Linked DNA regions of Mus musculus: region 1 is linked to region 2. A link is a contact called in public HiChIP or PLAC-seq data. All regions are on one chromosome and are shown on one strand. Each heading gives the region's core, a stretch centred on a gene start, on an enhancer-like site or on the middle of the called end of the contact. The rest is flanking DNA. Distances are from core to core; before and after follow the strand shown. Region 1 overlaps Retreg1 (reticulophagy regulator 1). Region 2 has its middle 14 kb from the start of Retreg1.

Region 1 (4,469 bases), core at 1,826-4,325, 87 kb after region 2:
CTAAAGGTTCTGTCAATTTCTATCGTGGGAAGAGCCAGTTATCTTGCTTATGGTGGTGATTTAATAGGTGGAAATATATCAAACTTTCACGGTTTAAGTGAGTGGTTTGTTATCTGTAAATCCTACCTCGGTGAAGTCTACACCTTTCTATCTTCAGCCCTGAGCCTTCAGCTCTCAGCATCCTGGCTACTGAACACAGGGAGTAGACAAAATAATTATATTTCCTGCCTACGTTTTTCTCAGACATATGGTAACTTCTTCAGCTACTGGCCCAGACACAGGCATTGTTCTGTTAGAGATGCGATTTGTCTCTGAGAGCCTTGGATGTTGGAGGCTGGTCCTGAGGTGGGTCTAGCCGGAGACCAGTGTGGGAGGAGCTGCCTTGAGGCTTTCAGGTAGTTTCCATGAGATCCCTTCCTTACCTCTCTCAAGAGGGTTATGACAGGAAGATCGAGGTTGGTTCGTTTCTTGGAGTCTGGCATTCTGTCTGTCAATGCTATCTCATTGCCCTTGATACATTTATGGTTAGGCACTTAGAAAGTTAGACCAATGGGGCTCCCCCAACTTTAAACTTCTAACCTCCAAAACTGTGAGTTAAGGGAACCTTTTGGTTATTTTATTATAGTACTACTACTGCTGCCGCCACCACCAACAAAATAACTTAACAAAAGCATAAAGATTAAGTTTTAGTTTTATTCGTGAATATATGTGTATATTTATCTCTGTATTATCTATTTATAAGTTTCCATCTATCAATCAATCAATCATTATTCATCCATCTAATCTGTGGTTCTAAGGGAGGAGTCAAGTGTGAGATTGAGGCGGCTTATTTTAGGAAGGGCTTGCAGACGATCATAGTTTGGAGCAGTGGGGACACAAAAGCTCAGAAGGTGACATTGGTGTGATTGTGAGTTATGCTTTCTTCGTTGTGGCAGCTTTAGACAGTTCAGACGGTACTCACCCTGGGGCTCCCGGTATAGTGGGCACATAATCAACATTATGTACTGCACAGTTGCCCAGCTCTGTGCTTTGGCCTTGTCAGTTCCTCTGACTAACCCCCGTCTTAGTCAGGGTTTCTATCCCTGCACAAACATCATGACCAAGAAGCAGTTGGGGAGGAAAGGGTTTATTCGGCTTACATTTCCATACTGCTGTTGATCACCACAGGATGCAGGACTGGAACTCAAGCAGGTCAGAAATTAGTAGCTGATGCAGAAGCCATGGAGGGATGTCTTTACTGGCTTGCTTCCCCTGGCTTGCTCAGCTTGCTCTCTTATAGAACCAAGACTACCAGCTCAGAGATGGCACCACCCACAAGGGGCCCTCCCGCTTGATCACTAATTGAGAAAATGCCTTACAGCTGGATCTCATGGAGGCATTTCCTCAACTGAAACTCCTTTTTCTGTGATAACTCCAGCTGTGTCAAGTTGACACAAAACTAGCCAGTACACCCCCCAACAGCTACTTGACTCTCCAGTATCTTTGGTCCACACAGACCCATGGGACAGGCTACAGAGCTATTAGGCACGTCTTCCCAGTGTGCTCTAACTTCTGTCTTGTGTCTCACTACGCTCTCAACATTGGGTAGCCTGCAGTTGGTGTGAGGGGGTGTGAGATTTCCTGCCCCTCTTTCCACGGCAGCTGAGCTGAGAACGCTCAGAGCCACATTAGCATGGACTGGATGCTGTCTTTCTTATAACTCCGTTCTCTTCTGCTTACAACCACCAGTTAGATCCAGTGCTAGCTCCAGTTTCTCATTAACGGGTCTGTAGCTTTACCAGACTAGGTTATCCTAGTAAATGATTCACTGGGCTGTGAATGAAGTTTGGGAAGGGACAGAATCAAAGGGCGTGAGAAGTTCAGCCTTTCAGGGACTTTCTTCCCCGAATTTGTGCTAGGATGGGATCTGTGACATCACTCCTGGGTGACAGTAGTGTTTGTGCACGGTTTCCTTCCGAGATGGCAGAAAGCCTCTGCAGCTCTGCCACTGCAGGTATGGTCCGCCTCTGTCTGTACCTTTCCAAGCATCACCAACGCATGTGTTGACAAGGCCAAACTCATGAGCTCGGTTGGTACTTGAGAAGCCGCACGAGTTTACAGCAACTGCTCCAAGGTCATCATCAGAAAGAAAACCCCACAGACAGGCTTGTTATGTTGGTATTTTGTAGTTGGTAGGTGCTTGATTTGAGAAATTCCCTTTGGAGTCCCTAGAGCCAAATTGAAACAGTTGCAAAAGCGTGGGAGTGCTGGCCCAGAAATCTGGCCCTTGCTTGCTTCTGGGTTTGATCCTTTGCATTGTAAACAAAACACAAAATAACAAGCTTAGAACAAGGATTCTGAAGAACTGATTTTGCCAGCAAAGTGGCTCAGCAGGAAAGGACACATGCCACCAAATATAAGGGCCACCAAGTGTGAGGACCTGAATTTGAACCCTGGAATCCTCAGGGTAGAAGGAGAGGAGACTCCTCAAAGTTAATCTCTGATGTCTGTATATGTGGTGCCCCCCCACACCTATTACAGACATAAATAAACATTTTTTAGAAGAACTGATTATATATATGTGTGTATATATGTATATGTGTGTGTGTGTGTGTATGTATATATAATGTCAGACACATTCTTTTCTTAACCCAGAAAACAGAGGAATATAAACACACAAACTTTACATGGAAAAGTGTTTGGCCATGTGCTGTCTTCAAGATGAGCACATCTCTGTTCATCCCAAATGCCATCCCCACTTTCCTTATGCAAGGCTACGCTGCTTTTAAAAATAAAGGTTATTTTAAAAACATGCCACTCACTTCAGTCATATTTGATAAGTAGAGAGCCGAGGACCTGTAATTACCTGACATTAACTAGCTGCTGAATAAAATGATTGTGAAGGTCTGACAGATACTCCAAACACATTTGAGGCAAGTGCGGGACTCGATGGTTACACCTGCCAACCGCTCGTGAGCTCCTGCTCCAGAAGGAACACAGGGGCTCCAGACAAGACGAGCAGGCAGTAAGGGCCAGGCCCGGTCTTGACCTTTCCTTGTCTCCTGGCTCTCTGAGTCCCAGCTGCAGATTACGAAATGTGCCCTGGATGTTGTTTCCAGAGGGCACACGTCCCTTTGATGACAGCTTATTTCTGGATTCCTGGGGCAAATGCTTGAAGTCTGATGACATTCAGGGGTGTGTTTCCCAGGCCAGCATCTGATTAGTCACCAAATTCCAGGGACTCTCCCAGTTGGCTTGCGGTATAGCACGTGAGTCCAGAGATAAAATAACTTATTTCCTCTAGTCTCATTTTAATGGTCCACAAAGCCAAGCCTTGTTCCTTTCTCTGGGCTCTAACTGTGGATGTCGATAGGCCATTTAAAAAATGAAACCCTGTTCTTTGTGGGTAAACAGGGTTGCTAAGGCTTTTGCAGGTGGGGCTCCTTTTAAGGGTGTGTGACCTTATATCTGAAAAGGTGACTCGAGTCACCTCTGAAAAATCTTAGAAAGTAGAGTGAGACCACATCAGGTTCTTTCCGGAGCTCCTCAGTGTTACTTTAACAAGCAACGTGCTTGTCTTTCCTCTCCGTCCACAGACTGGGTCTGTGATCCCTGTCGGGGCTCAGAGGCTCAGCAGGTCTGTGCTATGCCAGGAGGAAGGGCTGTATTAGTTAAGGCCCTGGAGATCCTCTGGATTTTGCAGTACTGCCTTTAAAATGAGGACAGTGGGAGCAGCAGCCTCGCAGAGCTTCAGCCAGGATGCAGCTCACAGAGATGTAACGTTTAACAGCACTGTTGTGCCGTGCACATTGGGCTCCTCTGATCTCTGCTCTTGGTCTCTGTCGTTACTGTCATTTGATTTGAGAAGAGCCACTGATCCGAAGCTGCCTTTATGCCAAGCCCCAGACACCACAGGAGCAGAATCAAGCACTAATCCTGCAGCTGCCCAGATCCCTCACATCACAGACTCCTGTGGTCCAAGTCCCATCTCTTCATCTGTCTGTGAGGTTGGCATCTGGGTCCTCACAGTGGGAGCCAGGCGCCATCTGCTTTCCACTTTAGTGGAGTTGGGTATGTGTGGCAGGATTAAGTTTCCTAGCGTTCTCCACCACTCAGGGTTGCACCATGGCTCTGGAAATCTCTTCGGATTTGGGGTCCTGTGAGATCCATCATTTCTTTCTCTCCTGTGGCTGTGGTAAAATGGAGGGACAGGGCTGTGCTGATCTCAGTTCCTACCCCTGCTAAAACGCAGTGGTTCTGTGACTATAGCCAAAGGCAGAGAGTTCCTGCTCTAAATGTGTTTCCTCTCCCTGGTGTTTGCCCTGAGCACTGTCAAAAACACAGCAGTCACATCATGTGGAGAGGTGGAGATGACTCACTGACACATGGTACCCAAGGCCCACATGCATTTTTTTTAAGTGAGAGTGCTCTCTCTCTCTCTGTCTCCCTCTCCTTCTCCCTCTCTCCCTCTCTCCCTCTCCCTTCCCCTC
Region 2 (4,215 bases), core at 392-2,891:
ATGAAGCAATGCATATATGTCTAGGCACATACATGTACAGAGTACCTACTTGTTTTGTTTGTTTGGGCAGCACTAATACTCTGTAGTTGAACAGTTGAAGGCTGATGGAGAAACAGTGATTCACTTTCCTTTTTCCTTCCTTCCCTTTTTCTTTTTCTCTTTCTTTCTCTCCTTCCTTCCTCCCTCCCTCCCCTCTTCTCCATCTTCCTTCTTCTTTCTTTCTCTCTCTCCCTCCCTCCCTCTCTCTCTCCCTCCCTCCCTCTCTCTCCCTCTCTCTCTCTCTCTCTCTCTCTCTCTCTCTCTCTTTCTTTCTTCCTTTCTTTCTCCCTTTCTCAGGATCAGTGTCTGCCTATGAAGCCCAGACTGTCTTTGAAATTACAGCACGCTTGTCTCAGTGTCCACAGTGCTAAGATTGCAGTCCTGAGCTCCCACACAGTAGATAGGGCTGCGCTGTGGGATCCAGGCTGGCCTCAAATTCCTTGGTTTGAGCTATCCTCCTACCCAAGCCCCCCATGAAGTTGGGCCTATGGGTGCATGTGTACCACACAGGCTCCGACCCTCGCTTCAGGTGTATGGCCACGGTCTGCAGAAACTCAACAGTACCCCCACCACATTCATCTCTCAGGAACCCCTAGCCATTCAGCTCTTGTGGTACCCTGACACCCCTAATCCCTATTTCAATAGTCTTGTTTAAATTTTTGTACTCAGTCCGTACTTACTTCAGCATGAAGACGCAAGACTCATCAGGCGCTCTTTGCCTTTCTGTCACAGATCCCAGCTTCCCAGTCCTGGGTCTTTAGTGTTATTTAGAAGTGACGTTCCCTCCCTTCAGCATATGGGCTTTCTATCTAGTTTGCTTCCTTCCACCTCTGCTTGGCTGAGTACGATGTATGTGAGGCACAGTACACTTAAGAAAGAATGCTTGCTATTCTCTCCCGGATTCTCACATTCCTTCAGATGTCAGCCTGTATCCTTGATGCCATGCTAGTCTCCTCATTGGTGACCTAAACAGCCTTTTAAAGATGAAAGTCACATCGAATCACTTGCAGAAAACCCATCTGCTGGAAGAGGTGTGCCCTCAAATGACTCCTCTGATGAACATTAGTACTGCAGTGTTTAGAGGCATGACTTTGGAGAAAGCAGCTCCTGAGGGCTGGAACTCATCAATGGAATCGTCTGTGGATGGATTAGTAATTTATAGGTATAACTGGGAAGTGGTGGGAATCTGGGGGTGGGATTGAGTTGGAGGAAAGTAGAGTGTGCTCTTAAAGACATACACAATGCAACGGGGCCCTCCCTGCTACTCTTCCTTCTTGACCACCACGAGGTGAGCAGCTTTGCAGTATACACCCTCACAATGCTGTGCTGGCTCAGAAACAGTGGTTCTAACTGACTTCAGACTGAAACCTTCGAAACTGTGAGTAAAATATAGCTAACCCGCCCGCCCTGCAGTTGACCTTCTCAGGGATTTGTCATGCCAATGGAACACTGGCAAGCATGTCACCACTGTTTCACAAGTGCTTGTTTGCCATGTGAGCGTTCTCTCCATGTGAGCGTTCTCTTCCACTAGCTCTGTGGGCTCATTGCTATCATTTCTCCGCCTCCTGCCCTTGACCTCTCTGTTCAGCTGCTGCGATGTTCCTGTGGTTTCTTGAGTAGTTATTTGCAAGACAGTCTAAGCTTTGAGACTCCCACACTTCCCCTTTGCTCTGTCTGACATGGCCTGGCTTCCTGAATGTCACGTGACTGTGTTGCTTTCCATCTCTCGACTCAAAACATCACTTCCCTGACCACCCCTACCTCTCTTTCAACGAGCTGTCCGGATCTGCTGCCCGCTGTTCTCCTTCATTGCACTTAATACGTATTAGAATGTTAACACACCCTGAGGAATTCCAGGCTTTTGTATTGTCCACCTATGCTTGCTTATCTCTGTGATTTGCTTATTGGAAGACATAAATGAAGCCACCTAGCTTCTGCCACTTAGTGCCTTGGCACTAACATACCCAGGAACACCACATGGATTCTAGAATCGACTCAATAGCAAGAGGTCTTCTGGGCGCTTGTCCTAGTGGACCTGGCTAGCTGAAATGCACCATCTCCAAAACTCAAGCCTCTCTCTCTCTCTCTCTCTCTCTCTCTCTCTCTCTCTCTCTCTCTCTCTCGTTTGTCTTTCCTCTCTACTCCATGTCTTGGTAAGGACAACAAATCTCATGATCATTAGTTTCTTCCTAAACTCACATTTGTTTTTATTTATACACGTCTGTGTGTGCTTGTGCGTGTGGCAAAGTGTAGGTGTGGGAGTCAGAGGACAAGCTGTCAGAGCTGGTTTTCTTCTTCTATGGTGCGGGCCTTGGAGAATCAAACTCAAGTTTTTCACAGCAATACAAACCTAACTGGGACACTGTATGTGTAAGCATCCTATGTTCAAGCAGGAACTAACTAGTTGTCAGTTCTTAAGAATGCCATGCTCACTTGATGTTGCATGTTCTGGGTTCTGGTCCCTTTACTTGGGATGCCTACCCATTTGTCTGGAAAACTTGATATTCTTTGTCTTAGGATTCTCTAGGTGAACAGATGCAGACCTTATAGAGTGAATATGTGTGTGTGTGTGTGTGTGTGTGTGTGTATACATACATATTCATGTATATGTGTATATACATTATATACAGAATTAATTATTATATATGGGACATATCATTCATATATATGTATATATGGGACTTGTTAGAATGGCTTATATATTGTAGTTCAACTAGTTCAATAATGGTTATCTACCAATGAAAGTTCTGAGAATCCAGTAGTTGTTCAGTCCACAAGGCCAGACATCTCAGCTGGTCTTCAGTATACACCAGAATCCTGAAGAAGTAGCCTCCAATGCCAGGAAAGGAATGGACTTGCCAGACAGAGGGAGAGAGAGCAGGCAAAGAGTAAGCTTCCTTCTTCCATGTTCTTCAGAAAGTGTGGCCCACATTAAAGGTGGATTTTTCCCACCTCAAAAGATCCAGATTAAAACTTGGTCTTCCCACTTCAAATTATTTAACTAAGAAAAACGTCTCTCCCAAGTATATCCAGCTGCTTGGGTTTTTGTTAATTCTGGAAGCAGTCAGGTTGACAACCAAGAATAGCCATCACACTCTTGAAACCCTGGCTCAGAAGCCTTCTTTGTTGCAAACACTTGGTTCTAATTTTGGAAACGGCAAAGGTCTTTTCACCAACCTCATGTAATTTATTGAAGTTAGTATGCTCCTCTGTATTTAGACCAGGGTCCCTGATGGCCCTTATACTTACCAGTAGAATTTCTCCTCCTATCGCCCCCTTGGCTGCTATTAGCTGCTCTAAAAGTGTTGGCTCCCTCTTTCCATGTTTGATTCTGTACCCATCAATGGCAAGGTATTTATTCACCTCTGTTCCTTCCCTTCCATGGTCTTAGGGACAGATGAAGCTCAATTAAAACAAACAAACACAGACAAACAAACAAACAAAAACACTAAGGAATTTACGTACAGAACTCTGCTTCTTGGAGAAGATAAACATTTCATCTCTTCCTGTCTCCAGAAAAGCCAGTGTTACCCTGCTAAGTGGTGTCACAAGGATCTTAAGCAACAGTTCACAAGTAGGAAAAATTGCTGTCACCTATGAGGCACTGCTTTGGGGAACAGGAAGTAAAAGGAAATGACCTAATTCTTATTTTAGAGCTACTCTATTTCCTATTTTCTCTGTCTTCTGAAAAGCACTTTTTTTCCCAGTTGTTTTGAGGCGTTTCAAAGCCACATTAACTTAGACAATTCTAGACTTACACAATGAACCCCTGGATACACTCATGCTCACACACACACACACACACACACACACACACACACACCAACACCTTTCCAACACCAGCCTTCTCATTCCCTTCCACCCACATACACACGCTTCCCATCTCCCTTGGCTGACAGCAGGCAGCTATCCTCACAATGTTTGATCCCTGCCTGCATCTTGCGTAACTAAAGAGAAATGTTGTTTTCCAGCAGGTTAGAATCACTAGTACTGAAGAGCATTAATGTTAATTCAACAAAGTCATCTAGCGTACTCTCTGCACTCCGATTTCTCCAACTGTCCTCTGAATACCCTTAGACTGCACCTATTGTCTTCACTGAGAATCCAATCAAATTTCTCACGATGATCTGGCTTTTCTCTCTCCCCATATACGTTGCCAACATTATCACTGGGCTC

What was found. HiChIP or PLAC-seq counts read pairs in DNA pulled down with a chosen protein or histone mark.
Region 1: a contact with region 2 is called in an H3K4me3 HiChIP or PLAC-seq map of bone marrow-derived macrophages, with 5 times the contacts expected there. The contact joins two enhancer-like sites. A contact is called at or near these places in 46 of 484 Hi-C or Micro-C datasets (B cells, CD4 T cells, CD8 T cells and 28 more), 12 of 115 datasets of contacts at active chromatin or transcription factors (the HPC-7 cell line, bone marrow-derived macrophages, embryonic stem cells and 5 more) and 2 of 9 other capture datasets (adipose tissue and liver).

The regions. Positions count from the first base shown.
Region 1 is chr15:25,912,101-25,916,569 of GRCm38.p6, forward strand. All of the region lies in intron 3 of Retreg1 (reticulophagy regulator 1), which reads left to right. Among named protein-coding and RNA genes, the nearest start is that of Mir7212, 34 kb to the right of the region's middle. Within about 2 kb of position 3,076, at least 128 of the 459 cell types and tissues checked have an H3K27ac peak or open chromatin away from gene starts, as enhancers often do. A contact at or near this core is called in CD8 T cells, adipose tissue, bone marrow-derived macrophages and 3 more, where this site is marked.
Region 2 is chr15:25,826,985-25,831,199 of GRCm38.p6, forward strand. No RefSeq gene overlaps it. Among named protein-coding and RNA genes, the nearest start is that of Retreg1, 14 kb to the right of the region's middle. Within about 2 kb of position 1,642, at least 103 of the 459 cell types and tissues checked have an H3K27ac peak or open chromatin away from gene starts, as enhancers often do. A contact at or near this core is called in CD8 T cells, adipose tissue, bone marrow-derived macrophages and 3 more, where this site is marked.